Linked DNA regions of Sus scrofa: region 2 is linked to region 1. A link is a contact called in public Hi-C data. All regions are on one chromosome and are shown on one strand. The core of a region is the stretch at or near the end of the contact, and the rest is flanking DNA. Distances in the headings are between cores, read along the strand shown. Region 1 has its middle 50 kb from the start of SYK. Region 2 overlaps SYK (spleen tyrosine kinase).

What was found. A called contact is a pair of places that touch in the nucleus more often than the background predicts.
Region 2: a Hi-C map of alveolar macrophages shows a contact between it and region 1, with 2.2 times the contacts expected there. The contact joins two enhancer-like sites. A contact is called at or near these places in 1 of 5 promoter capture datasets (liver), 8 of 47 Hi-C or Micro-C datasets (alveolar macrophages, blood, liver and 2 more) and 1 of 2 datasets of contacts at active chromatin or transcription factors (alveolar macrophages).

The regions. Positions count from the first base shown.
Region 1 is chr14:2,050,217-2,058,121 of Sscrofa11.1, reverse strand. No RefSeq gene overlaps it. Among named protein-coding and RNA genes, the nearest start is that of SYK, 50 kb to the left of the region's middle. Within about 2 kb of position 1,496, at least 36 of the 83 cell types and tissues checked have an H3K27ac peak or open chromatin away from gene starts, as enhancers often do. A contact at or near this core is called in alveolar macrophages, where this site is marked.
Region 2 is chr14:2,129,023-2,136,357 of Sscrofa11.1, reverse strand. It overlaps SYK (spleen tyrosine kinase), which reads right to left. Exons shown (of 13, transcript NM_001104952.1): 6 at 6,860-6,928. Among named protein-coding and RNA genes, the nearest start is that of SYK, 29 kb to the right of the region's middle. Within about 2 kb of position 1,932, at least 4 of the 83 cell types and tissues checked have an H3K27ac peak or open chromatin away from gene starts, as enhancers often do. A contact at or near this core is called in alveolar macrophages, where this site is marked.

The DNA.
Region 1 (7,905 bases), core at 247-2,746:
TAAATTTAAATTGCATTTAACTAAAATGTTGCCTGTGTAATAGCCATGCATTTGCTCTTCCTAAACAAACAAACAAAACACTAGAATCAATTCCATTTCTTTCAGGAATTCCCCATCATCTCATAATTTTATTTTTAATATGAAGATTCAGATGTGGTGGGACATTTTCAGGTCTTTTTCGCTACACACTGAAATGCTTCCGGGGTTGAAGAAAAAGAACAACTCCAGTCAACACTGATACGTGGGTTCAACGGGAATCTTTGGCGAGTCAGGCAAACTCATTAAAATAAACTGCAACAGGGTTTCTCCAGAGGCCACCTGGCAGGATTCCACAGGCCTTCTGATCACTAGTCAGTGGGAACAGCTTGGGCTGGTGACTGAGAATACACTGCACAGTGAACAAGACCCCCTTCCCAAAGGAACTGCACCTCAAAAGGTCAAAAGTTTGCAACTCTAACTTCTCCAATGGTTGTCTTTCTAGTTCTTGTTATTCAAACAAATCAAAAAATGAAGCGCCTATGAATCGTTATTAAGGTGGTTTTAAGGTTTTGAAGCCATATCGCCAAAAAAATCTTTAACTCAAATTCACATTTTACTACCTAAAACTCCCGTAGCCCAAATCATTCACTAGCTAATTAAATTATTTCACCATGAAAATTGTAAAAGGAAAAAGCGATCGTGCTACATTTTAGTCGTGATTCAGAAAGTTTCATGTTTTTATGCAAATGTTCGTTCTTTCTGGAATAAAAGAAATGTATAAATAAAATGTATAAATAAAATCTTTGCACAACTATCTCTACAGTGAGTCACTTCGATAAATACAGTGGAATTTTCCAGTAATTCTGTAAATGGCCAAACGAAAATGTGAGACCTGAGACGGAGTTTCCTGTCCCTGTGGATTCCTGCTCGCCTCCCAGGATCCACTCGCTTCCGCACTTTTTGCGCTCGCTGCTTTAAGTTTCGGGATCCCGGCTAGCGCCTTCGCCGCTACGCCCCAGCCTCCCGCCAGCCCCTGACTCCTCGAACAGCAGCGGGATCCCCAGAGACGCACTAACCAGGTTTAGAAAAGCGGGCACAACCCCACTGTTTCTTATCCGGAAAATTTTATCAAATTTTCCCTTTGATTCTCAAAGGCCAAAGGGCCTGAGCGTACCTGCCCGGGTGTGCCAGGGTGCACAGACCTGGGCCGAGGAGGAAGGGCCACATCCTCTCCTCCCTCGCCGCCTCCCCTAGTCCAAAGGTGCGTCCCGGTGCGTCAAACCGAGGGAACGCGCGGCCACACCTACCTATGCCAGGTGAGGCGAGGGCGGGGCTCGGGGCTCTGGTGACCCGGCGGGCGCGATCGCGGGGGCAGCTCCGGGCGCAGCGCCGGGCGGCCAGCTCCTCCTTGCTGCTCCCGCCGCCGGAGTCGCCTCAGCCACCCAACGTACGGTGCTTCCTCATTTTGGGCAACTTCCTTAACGCGCCCGGGCAAGCCCGCACTTCCTCCCGGCCGCCGCGCCCCGCCGCCCGTGCGTCCTGTGCGCCCCGTGTACCCCGTGCGCCCCCAGCGCCCAGGGCAGGGCAGCGCCAGCCAGAGCACGCGAGAACCTGACCCGCGGGGTCCGCGTGGCAGGCTGGAGGGGTGAAGGGAGAGGAGCCGGGTGTGCGCCTTGGTTTCCCCCACACACACACCCCAGTCCAGGAGCAGAAGGCTCAAACAAGGGGCCTTCATATACAAAAAAAGGGCACATGGCCAACAACAGGCCTGCCTCCTGCCATGTGACCTTTTGGCTGCCTGATCCGTACAAGGGCTGCAGGCACTCAGGGGCATGCCCATTTGTGGTACAGTTGCTTGGGAAGAGAATCCTGTTCACTGTGTGGTCGATTCCCAGACACCAAACCAAGACGCACCTGCTGACTGGACCAGAAGGCCCATGCAATCCTGCCAGGTGGCCACTGCCTTAGGTAAAGGTCGGATTTCACAGCATACCTTTGGGTGAGCTCAGTCTGTCCAACAGGGCTGTTTTCTGAGGCATTTAATTACTACAAGGTTCTTGACAGTGAGTTTAACTTGCTTCCTTTTTACCCACAACCAATTCTGACACCTGGAGGTAATAAAATTAAGTTTCATCCTTCTCCTTAGTCTTTAAAATGGTTTAAAAACACCTACCTGCTTCCCCTCCTTTTTTCTGTTGGCTCTCTTTAAAATTTTCCCATTATACGGTTTCCAGACCCTTGCTTGCATTCTTGGTAACACCGGCTGGCAGTGCCTGTTTTAAAAAGCTGTACCTTGGAGTTCCCTTGTGGAGCACTGTGTTAAGGATCCCACACTGTCACTGCAGCAGCTTGTTCTATGGTATGTGTTTGATCCCTGGCTGGGCAGCTTCCACATGCCTCACGGGGCAGCCAAAAACACAAACAAAACAACAACAGCAACAAAAACCTGTACCTTGAGCCAAAATACAATCAATGAAGTAAAATTTATACTTGTTAGATTATAATTGCCATGGAGAAAACTCAGTTGATAGGAAACATTTACATTCTGTTGGAGCCCCTCAGCCTTTAGTGGGACATTCTCTTCCATTTATTTTTGCCACTAAATTTTTAACCCAAGTGAAGGATTTTTATTAGGGTTATATGTTATCCAGTGGACTTAATTTTATCGCACATAACGAAGGAAATAGCCATTGGTCTATTTTTCTGCTGCAAAACCTCTGGCAATACTGTTTGAAATGGGCAGAAGGTGACCAGTCTTGCTTTTACTAAGATTATGTTTCCTTAGGAAGTGCTAATTGGAGGTGAGATTTAGTTTGGGCTCCATCTCTAACAGCCTTTGGCTCTGCTGCAGTCCTTCTGAGCTTTGAATAATATTAATAGTTAATTAACATGTATTAATGATTTTTTAAATGTTAAAATAATCACACAAACACTTAGAGAAAAAAAATCTTCGTAAAAGTCAACACATTTCTCCCAGGCTTTCTTCTTTCACCCCAAGTGTTGTTTCCCTTTGCTGACTTTGCTTTTTATCGTCCACTGTAACAAATGTTAGCTCTGATTATATGCTGAGTCCTGGAAGCCCTCCTAACAAAACCCTGTACCTAAATGGTTTTAGGGACTTCCAACAGTTTCTTTTCAAAGACTTCTGTTCAGTGAAGATTCTTTATTTTTTTATTTCTCTAAAAATAGTAAATATATATTTATATATGACTTTCCTCTATTAATTCTACCTTATGAAGTCTTTAATATATGCTTTTCTTTTCTTTTTCTTTCTTTCTTTTTTTTTTCGTCTTTTGTCCTTTTAAGGCCACACCTGCGGCATATGAAGGTTCCCAGGCTAGGGGTCTAATCAGAGGTACAGCTGCCAACCTACGCCAAAGCCATAGCAGCACCAGATCCGAGCTGCATCTGGGACCTAAACCACAGCTCACAGCAATGCCAGATCCTTAACCTACTGAGCGAACCTACAGACCCTTAACCTACAGATCCTTAACCAGGGATCGAACCTGCAGCCTCATGGTTCCTAGTCAGATTCATTTCTGCTGCACCACAACAGGAACTCCTATATGCTTATATTGTCTGAGTATTAGCACTGGTTATCACTCATGGTGCCTGGCTTCCTTGTGTCTTTGAAAAATTATTTGTGAAGCCCACTTTCTTTCAGAGAGAATTTACCTTTGTTTCTGCCAGAAGCCTAGAGTACATCTAATGTTTGGACAATTTAAGTACATTCTCAGCTTATGTGTCTTTGAACCATAAGGTGATATGATCTTGAGCTGGAAATTTTGGCACAACTTTGGTCAACTGGTGGTTATGGTTTTTCAAGGATTCATTTCTTTCTATTCTGCTCTATGCTTTCTTTCACTTTCTGTTATCTTGGAGTCTATGTTTTTCATATTCCATGCCTTTCTCTCCCCTAGTTCACTCCATCGTTTTAGTGGAACACAATCTTCAGGAGTTTCTTAAGAAGTGGAAGCAAGTTTGTTTGTTTGGTTTTTTGCTACGCAGATATTTACTTTTAAAAAATATTAATAAGGGAGTTCCCATCGTGGCGCAGTGGTTAACGAATCTGACTAGGAACCATGAGGTTGCAGGTTCGATCCCTGGCTTTGCTCAGTGGGTTAAGGATCCGTGAGCTGTGGTGTAGGTTGAAGATGTGGCTCGGATCCATGTTGCTGTGGCACTGGCGTAGGCCAGTGGCTACAGCTCCAATTCAACCCCTAGCCTGGGAACCTCCATTTGCTGTAGAAGCGGCCCAAGAAATTGCAAAAAGACAAAAAAATATATGTATTAATAAGTAGATACATTACAGTTCATATGACTGCTCAAGGGTGACATGTGTCTCTAAAATGCTTTAGGCATTCATATATCTCTTATAGCTCTAATATCCACAATGAGATTCCACAGTTAATATCCTTTATGTTAACTTCCAATATCTGGGGTGGGTATCTTGGCACTGATAGGAGAAACCATGTAATGGTGGCCTCCAAAGTGGCTAGAATTCTAGCTGACCACTAACTGGGTGTTTTAAAGACCTTCCATATTCAAAAATGCTCTGCCCTCAAGTGCGATTGACGGTTTGGATTGAATTGAGTTCTAGTTCATACGTTACTTCTCTTCACAATTTTACATCATTATTCTGTTGTTTTCTTTCTTCCAGTGTTGATGTCGAGAAATTCAAACCATTCTGATTCTCTGTCCTTCCTCCCTCCTCTTTTATTCTGACTCTCTATCTTTCGGGTGTAGGTTCCTAGTTCATTGTTTTGTCTATGCTTGCAAACATTCTTTCTTTGTTCCTCTGTAGGAGATAGCTCCTTGATACTTAGATCCTCTTTCTCCTTCCTGGATTAGTTTGAGGGATTATTATTCATTCCCTCTATGCTTGATTTACTGTAGCCTTTGTTGTGGGGGGTATGTGTGTGCAGTGCTTGGTTGGACTTGTGTTGTACTGACGGGGCTCTTCTTTCTCACATGAGACTGTCTTTTTTTTTTTTTTTTTTTTTTTTTGTCTTTTTGCCATTTCTTGTGCCGCTCTTGCAGCATACGGAGGTTCCCAGGCTACGGGTCAAATCAGAGCCATAGCTGCCAGCCTATGCCGGAGCCACAGCAACGCCAAATCCGCCAAATCCGAGCCAAGTCTGCGACCTACACCACAGCTCACAGCAATGCGGGATCCTTAACCCACTGAGCAAGGGCAGGGATCAAACCCGCAACCTCATGGTTCCTAGTTGGATTCGTTAACCACTGCGCCACCCTGGGAACTCCACGTGAGACTGTCTTGAGTACATGAGGGTTCACTCCTCCTTGGCAGAGGAAAAGGGAGCGCTTACCCCTCTCTTTTGGGGGCGTCTTTGAACATCAGCTCAGCCCCCCAGCTCTTCACACAGACTGCTGACATTTCTCTTTTTAACCTCATCTCCACGGCAGCTATTTGCACTACCCCATAATCAAATAGCTAAGAATATAAACAATGACTCCCTTTTCTTCTCTCAAGATTTGAGTGAGAATTGATAGGATTTTGTAGGCTCACAAGATGTGGTTTCTGGGAGGTGGAGCCATGACCTCACCCTGATCCTCTCAAACTTCTGTTTTTTCAATGATCCAGCATTTTTCCAGGATCATCCCATTATGAAGAGTTTCTCTCTCTCTCTTTTTTTTTTTTTTTTTTGTTTGGTTACTATTGGTAATTTTTACATTTTTATTTACCTCTCTTTCCTTTTTTATTGGGGAGGGATAGGAGCAAAGTGTGGATGGAAGGAGCAGGGAGGGTACATTTTTTCTAAGTAGTAGGACCTTGATACTCCCTGATAGTCCATCACTTTTACCCAGAATTTAACACCGCACTTTTTTTCCCTTTATAGAATATAGACTGTACATTTTATTTTTTTTTATTATTTTATTTATTTATTTATTTATTTATTTATTTATTTTTGTCTTTTTGCCATTTCTTGGGCTGCTGCCGTGGCATATGGAGGTTCCCAGGCTAGGGGTCTAATAGGAGCTGTAGCTGCCAGCCTACGCCAGAGCCACAGCAACGCAGGATCCGAGCTGCGTCTGCAACCTACACCACAGCCCACGGCAACGCCAGATCCTTAACCCACTGAGCAAGGGCAGGGACCGAACCTGCAACCTCATGGTACCTAGTCGGATTCGTTAACCACTGAGCCACGACGGGAACTCCATCAACTCCAACTATTGAAATGGTGAAATTTTATTGGCATAGAAAGGAAAAAAATTCCAGAGTCAGGACTGTAACAGGAGTACTTTTATACAAATTATTTTAAGCTGAGATAAAAGTCACACAACACAAAATTCACCTTTTTAGCCATTGCACCAGCATGTCTGGCAGTTTACTGACTTGGAACTTTATGGAAAATAAGAAATCAGAGGTGCCCACAGGCACGTGATTTGCTCAGAGCCACACGCCCAGAAAAGGAGCAGCATTGGGATGACGGTCGGTGTTTTGTGACCCCTGGTCAGTGTTCTTACTGACCAGGGGTCAGCTTAGATGCATGTGTCCAAGTTCAAATGCTGTCTGTGGTCCTTAAGTAATTTTTCTCTTTCTCTCTCTTTTTTTTTTTTCTCAAAACTTCATTAACAACAGAAAAAAGAAGGAAGTCCATCATTTGTAGGTTGAAAGTTACATTTAAATCATTGTTGAATTGGCAAGGAAACCCAGCAGCAGAAGGAAGCTGATCCTCCTCCCATGTTCAGTGGCATTTTGGAAGGCGGATGGATGTGACCAGGGTGTGGCAATCACTGAGATAAAGTAATTTATCTCATTATTCTGTCAGTGATGCTGGTCAATTTATCAAAATTAACTTGTCTTCGTACGATAAGATAGGGTTGAGGTATTTTATATATATGTGTGTGTGTGTGTGTGTGTGTGTGTGTGTATATATATATATATATATATATTTTTTTTTGTCTTTTTGCCATTTTCTTGGGCCACTCCTGTGGCATATGGAGGTTCCCAGGCTAGGGGTCGAATCAGAGCTGTAGTCGCCAGCCTATGCCGATGCCACAGCAATGCGGGATCCAAGCCGCATCTGCAACCTACATCACAGCTCGCGGCAACGCCAGATCCTTAACCCACTGACAGAGGCCAGGGATCAAATCTGCAACCTCATGGTTCCTGTAGGGTTCATTTCCGCAGCACCACGACAGGAACTCTGCAACCTCATGGTTCCTAGTTGGATTCATTAACCACTGCGCCACGAGGGGAACTCCAAACAAAGTCTTTAATTTTGATATTCCTTCTTTCCTTCTTTCCAGTTCTTCTTTTTTTGCTTATGGTTTTATATTATTAGCTAAGAAACTTGTCTAACCCAAGATCTTGAAGATTTACTCCTATGTTTTCCTAGGACTTTTATAGTTTTGGCTCATACACTTATGTCTCAGATTTATTTTGAGTTAATTTTTGTATTTAGTTTGGGGCAGAGGTCCAACTTCAGGTTTTTTGCACGCACACATCCATTTGTCCCAGCGCTATAGTCGTTGTCGAAACAACTATTCTGTCCAAGATTAATTATCTTGATACTCTTGCTGAAGATCTATGTAAAGGTTTATTTCTGGACTCTACATTGCATCTCATTAATCTCTAGGCCTGTCCTTTAGCAGAACTACAGAATCTTAATTACTGCAGTTTTATAATGATCTTGGAAATTGGAATCTTCCAACTTTTTTCTTGCTCAAGATTGTTTGGTACCTTTGCATTTTTATATAATTTTGGGATAAGCTTTTCAATTTATGCAAAAACAGAAGCTACAGATTTGATAGGGATTATGCTGACTCTGTAGGTCAACTTGGAAGCATTTCCATCTTAATAATATTAAATATTCTTATCTGTGAATGTGGTCCATTTTTTGGTCTTCAATTTCTTTTTCTGATCATGTTTTCTCTACTTTGAATATATTTGTAACAACT
Region 2 (7,335 bases), core at 683-3,182, 78 kb before region 1:
AGGACCAGCCAATCACGGACAAGGAGAGGGCACAGCCCGCCTTCTCTTGACCTGAAGACCTCCCACCCTTTGCCTATCTAGGGACGTATCCTGGGGCTGCAGCCCCTCCACCCTGATGGAATCTTCTCCAGAGCAGGAGGACTTCGTTAAAGCCTGTTACAATTGAGTCCGAATGCAATTACCTAATGTATGAATCCTCTGGGGAAGAACTTAAAAACACGTTGGGGTGTAAAAAGTACTGGAAAGGATTCTAGGGCCTGAGATATAAGAATCAGTATGATGGGAGTTCCTGTTGTGGTTCAGTGGTTAATGAATCTGACTAGGAACCACGATGTTGTGGGTTTGATCCCTGGCCTTGTTCAGTGGATTAAGGATCTGGTGTTGCTGTGGCTATAGTGTAGGCTGGTAGCTATAGCTCCGATTAGACCCCTAGCCTTGGAACCTCCATATGCTGCAGGTGCAGCCCTAGAAAAGACAAAAAAAAAAAAAAAAAAAAAGAACAGTATGATGAAGAGAGTCTGCCTAAAGCCCTGGACACAGGAACACACACTCCAAATGACTGTGTGGTGCTCACCCCTAGCTTGTCTTGGCCACAGATAACGAAACAGATTGGAAGGGGGGTCCTCCTTTGGAAGGGAGGGCCCCATTGTTCAAGCCGAGGTGGCTCAGAGCTTCATTTCAATGCTACCCACGCAGACCACCATGTGGTCACAAGCCTTTCCAGCCAGAGCCCTGAACTCCCTGCCCAGATCCCTCAGCCCTTCTTGCCCTGACTGGGACAGAAGATGGACCTGCATTCCAGAGAAGGTTCTTTGGAAGAAATGCGAGGTTTTCTGCTGTGTCTTTTAAAGGGGTCATATTGACTTTATATGAAGATTCATCTTTATGTGAAGTTTCCTCTTTCCCAAAGAAAACCTCTGAATCAAATGCCCAGTTGAAAAGAATGTGAAGGCTTTGTTAAGAATGAGCTCTAGGGCAAAATGATCAATTATAGAAGTATTGTTAGTACTTAGAATTTAAAGTATTTTTTAGAATTCTCTTTACAGCCACCCCTGTGGCATATGGAAGTTCCCAGGGCTCGAGGTTGAACTGGAGCTGCAGCTGTCAGCCTACACCACAGCCACAGAAATCTCAGATCTGAGCCACGTTTGCAACCTATGCCACAACTCATGGCAACACTGGATCCTTAACCCACTGAGTGTGAGGCCAGGGATCGAACCTGCATCCTCATGGATTCCAGTCTGTTTCTTTATCCTCTGAGCCACAATGGGAACGCCTAAAGAAATTTTAATGTAATGAAAAACATTGCTGGTCCACTCTATCATTTGATGATACTCTTTCTGCTTTGCATTTGATCACTTATTCTGCCTTAATAAATAGCATCACCTTTTCTGCATAGAAAACAAGGTGTAAATGAAATGTTCACTGTTGCTTTTCTCCCTATTTTTGCTAATATTTGAAACAGAAGTCAAACCCGTAGGACACCACTAGATGGCACTAGCTATCTTAGAGTTCCACTTCCAAGGAGTAATCTGTGATTTTTATAAATTTGAGTAAAAACAGATCACTCCACAGTAATAAAAAAGAAAATCAATTTAGGTTATAAATTATAATGCTTTTTCTCATATTGGCCAGGCTTAACTGACAGTAGAAAATATACTTGACACATATTCATTGAGTGCCAATGATTCACAAGTGAAAAAAAGAGAAAAAAAAAAAAACATATTGCGGTTATAGAGTTGGTAGACTAATTCAAAGTTTCCTGGTTTGGGAGTATTGCCATGTCCACTGGTTCACTTTTAGATCTTCATTTGCATATTTCTTAAAAGATGTTTTCAAATCAGGAAGCAGCAGTAATAAAGATGACAACATACGTGTCACAACGGCAGTGACAAAAGGGGCCAGTAGGCTTGAGAGATGCTGGCTGCCCAAATCAGACAGGATTTGACTCTCTGGGGGAATGACTGGTCCTAAGGCACACTCTCCTTGGCCAGGGCATGAGCTAATCTGAGGTTTGCTTCGGCTCCATGCCAAGAAACACTTGACACTTCATCTTCCCTCCCCTTAGAAGCAAAGATCTAAAATCTGGCCCTTCTCTGGCGTAGGCTGGCAGCTACAGCTCTGATTAGACCCCTAGCCTGGGAACCTCCATATGCCGCGGGAGCGGCCCAAGAAATGACAAAAAGACAAAATAATAATAATAATAATAAATAAATAAATAAAATAAAATCTGGCCCTTTATAAGGATGTGGAAACATTTTTTCAAGGGTCTGGTCCAGAAGTAAACAGGTCTGATTTTAGAAGTTTTTCTTTCTCTCTCCTAGCTAAACCCGAGTGAATCATGCATTAAAATGTCTTTAAATATTCCAGTCCTCAATGTAGGTGTTGGAATAAGACATGAAAAATGGGTATTCATTTGAAATTCTGGGACATTTCTCCACAATGAAGATAAATGTGGATGCTATGTCTCATTTTAGAAAGCGTGCCTTGGAACTGGGAAAAAGAGTCACGGTCTTTAAGGCTGCTGCTCAAACTCTGCCAATTGTTCTTCTTAACAGAAGGCTATGTCTATGTACTTAAAGTAGCAAAGAAAAATATTCCAATGCTAATAATAGGAGGAATTTTATTCGGGTCAGGACTACCAGCCCTCAGAGTAAGTGTACGGTGGGAATGAGAAGAGGGTGAATTATATTTGTCTTCTTCAGTTAAATCCATTTATAAGTTAAATGTTAAAATGTTACTAATCTCTAAAGAAAAGAAAAAAGAAAAACGTATTATGAAATTTTAAATGATCTGATTAACAATATTCTGCAAATCAAAGCACACTTGTCAAAAACTACCTACAGGTTAGGGTTAATTCATGTTCTAACATGTTCTTTCTGTGGCTGCATTACAAAAACAACTATTAATATTGATCAAATGAACAAATTTAGGAAAGTTCTGTGTCCCTTGGATGAACAGATGGGATATCTGACATAATTCCCACAAGTCTTTTCTCAGGACTGGTAAAATAATGGAAAACTCCCCTTCTGCTTGTGCAAATATGAGCATTGGTTTTCCTAAAATATTTCTGGTGAGTAATCAAAATAGTTTTAATATACTGCTTAAATCCCACAATCCTTCAATTAGTTAACTATTGATATTTGGGGCACTTAGGGAAATTCAATGCATACTTCAATGTTGTTATAAATTTAAATAGAAAACAGCCCGCTTTTTGTCAGAAAAGTATTTTCACAGTATTTGGACGGAGTGAGAGTTTGGGGTTAATAGATGCAAACTACAGCATTTAGCATGGATAGGCAATGAGATGCTGCTGTATATAGAACAGGGAACTATATAGGATCACGTGTGATGGAACATGATGGAGAATAATGTGAAAATAGGAATGTATATGGATGTGTGGCTGGGTCACTTTGCTGTGCAGCAGAAATTGACAGAACATTGTAAATAAGCTATAATAATTTTTTTAAAGTACTTTTACAGTATTACTCAGATTAATTCGTTTCTAATATTTAATTATCTTTTAAAATTGGTTAAATAATGTTAAGAGGCTGGAGTTTCTGTCGTGGCTCAGTGGTTAACGAATCCAACTAGGAACCATGAAGTTTTGGGTTCGATCCCTGGCTTCGCTCAGTGGGTTAAGGATCCGGCGTTGCCGTGAGCTGGGGTGTAGGTTGCAGACACTGCTCGGATCCCGCATTGCTGTGGCTGTGGTGTAGGCTGGCAGCAACAGCTCCGATTAGACCCCTAGCCTGGGAACTTCCATATGCCATGAGTATAGGCCTAAAAAGACAAAAAGACAAAAAAAAAAAAAAAAAAAAGAGAGAGAGAGCTATTTATAGTTGCTTTACCCTCAACTATCCTCTGTCCATTAATCTGTTACATAGTTAAAACTTTTATTGATCTATAGATTCTCTTTATATATTAATGATATTAACCTATTAACCTTATATACATATCAGTATTACTAATATTTATTTCAAATGTATTATCTTTCTTTTGATGATCTTATCCATGCATTGTATTTTATTTGTAGGTAGCCTTACTGATATTTTCTTCAGCTTTCTTTGGACATGTTCTTCTTTCATTTAAAGATCTGCTAAAACTTATTTTCTGGATATTTCTTTAGTCACTGTGGGTGACCTGAGCTGACTTCAGCCTGCTTGGGACAAGGACAGGGGTGAGAGTAGGGCTCGTTTCCTCAAAGTGCTGGGTTACTGCTTCCTGGGGGTGAAGGCATTTTGATGTGTCAATCTAGTTAGCCTGAACTACATTCCTGTGTTATTGAATCAAATTGTGATCTTGACAGTACTGCAGAGGGATTTTTCAGAGGTGATTAAAATCCCTAGTTAGTTGACTTAATTTAAGGAGATTATCCTGGGTGGGCCTGGCTTAATCAGTTGACAGTGCTTAGAAGAGAGTTGAGGCTTTCCTAAGAGAGAAAGGGCAGAGTGAGTGTTGGGGGTAGGGGGTGGGGGGAGGCAGGACTGAACCCTGGCTGTGAATGACAGCTATGGCCTTGTCTGAGAGGTTCCACCCCGCTCATCTCACCTCCCTGATGGCCTGTACTTGTGTGCAGGGCACTTTGCTTGTGTAAGTCAAGTCCTGGTGATAAATCTATGTGTGTATGTGTACATGCATCTAGACAGGTGTATATATAAATATGTATGTGTATGTTACATACGTGCCTTTGTGTGTGTGTGTATGTGTATAAGTGTGTGTGCCAGGTTCTGCTTTATGCATAAATTTCTGACCTGTCATGCTCCCCTGGTTGAACCCTGAAAGATGCCCTGGGAAACCACAGAATTAAGATAAATGTGCAATGCTGTGTCTACTCAGTTTGCAATGAAACTGCTCATTTCTGGGACTGCACATGGACTGAGGGCTCTTGGCTAATGGGGCACCATGCATGCTTGGTATCCCACCCTGAGTTGTTCCTGGAAGCTTTGTCAGTACAGCCTTGGATTAAGGACTCTTGAAAAGGTGACTCATGATTGGAAAGCACCCTGAACTAGAACACATTCTAAACCACCTCTGTTGGCAGAGGACCAGCTGGCCCATCTCCCCTGGACCATGGTCCTGTGAGATGCTATCCTGGCAGCTGAGTGAGCCCTCTCCAAGGAGAAGGGATGGATGCTGACAGGGCTGAGGGCTAGGTGTGCTGGAAGGTGGCAATGTGGAGCACTTTGCCTTGGCTCCTGGGGAATGTTGATTTCTTCAAGGCCAGTGATCACCTACTGGCCCTGGTGGCTTGAGACAAACACCAGGTCCATAGGGCAAAAGGAACACTGACATAGAGCATGTGTTGCCTGGTCCCGGGCTCCTTGTGTGCCATCCTAACACGGGCAGCCCTCACTGTCACCTCTCAAAAGCCCCATTGTGGCCGATGTTGCCCATGAGCTGGTCCACACTGACTATGAAGGTGACATCAAAACAGGTGTTCCATTCAGGTTTATCACACAATGTTCCCCTGAAATACCACATTCAACTCACTTCTCCGTTCTACGGTCAACGAGACAGAGAACATGTAGAACATAGCTGTCCACTTGAGAATGAAATCACAAGGCTTTCTTATGCTTTCTATTCCCATTGTTTCTAATAAGTACTTTAGGCAACCCGCTTCATGAACAGATGCCCAATTACATGCTGAAATGTTTCAGAAGTACCAAAACAAGAATGGAAAGACTTATTAATAATCAATTTTATACCACAATGATAAAAGTAAAAAAAGTAATCCTTATACATATTTTATATATATGCATCTATGTAACATGTATATATATAAAACATGCATAAATATAATACATGTATATATGTATATATAAAAATGTAAGCAATCCTTATACATGTTTTATGTATTATAATTACACACACGTGTGTGTATATATATGTACACATATATACACTTATATATATATACATATTGAGGGAAGCGATTTATTATAGATGTCATTAAATAAGAATTTATTTTATTTATCTCAATCCAATCATATGGCAAAATATGAAAATGCATTGTTGTCAGCTTTACTGTCTCAAATTAAAATCATGTTTTCTTTTTTTGACTTTTTAGGATTGCACCTGCAGCACATGGAGGTTCCCAGGCTAAGGGTCAAATTGGAGCTGTAGCCGCTGGCCTACGCCGCAGCCATGGCAACACCAGATCCGAGCCATGTCTGCGACCCACACCACCGCTCAGAGCAATGCCGGATCCTTAACCCACTGAGTGAGGCCAGGGATCAAACCTGCATCCTCATGGATGCTAGTCAGATTCGTTTCCCCGAGCCACATCGGGAACTCCTAAAATGGTGTTTCTAATCCTCACACACTGTCTTGTCTCTAACCATGTTATGTTTAAAGTTCTGTGTTGGAACTCTAGAATGCCACTGTGGCACTCGATGTTTAGAAAATAAATGGCCCTGTGTCATCCCTGGGCAGGACCCACACAACCCTGGCATTTCTTCCAACACATAATTTATCTACATAAATTATATAACTGCAGCATGTGATTCTGGCAATTCGAAAGTAACCTGGCTGGCTTTGAAAACACTTTCCCATCTGAGAATTCCCTCCCGCCCCATCACACGGACCAAAACGACTTCCAAGCGCACATTTCAGCAGAGGGAGCGCGCTGACGGTGATGGACTTTGCAGCAGAGTGACTGGGACCCACATGGAAAGCACAGTGGATACTGGGATGAGGGCTGCCCGTGAGGGCCACGTGGCAGGGACGTGAGGCCAGCGCAGCAGGAAGAGCAGCCGCAATGCACACGGAGGGGCAGCTGGAGGGCAGCGCGTGGGCGCTCAGTGCGGGTCAGTCCTACCACTTAGTCAGGGACAGCAAGCAGGGGACGCTTTAGCACCTTTCTGTGGCCAGGCTTTGGGAAGGAGTATGATTTGATTCTTGAGATTATTCCACCCGCTGACCAAGTCTAGAAACCATAACGGCAAAGAGGAACAGTAAATGTTTCAGAAAACAAACGCAGGCTACCTTACACGACATATGCTATTTTACCCTGTTCTTTAATTACACGCGTCCCCTCCAGATTCTGCTGCTGGGAGGCACTAGGGGAAACCCTTGATCATTTGGAAAGCTTCAGGAGAAGCCTGCCACTGGAGCAGAAGGATCTGGAAAAAATACTTTGGTGGTATATTCCATGGAAGGTTATAAAATTTGAGCTTTCCCATGAAATAACCCACATTTTATACAGAATGATCATGTCACAACTGAAGGCAAATTGCCCAAAAGAAAAAAGTAAACCTGTGTGCCCAATTTTGCTCCTTCTTTGGGGTTCTGATTCCATTGTGTTTGTGGAAAATTCCTGAGCTGGACCCTTTG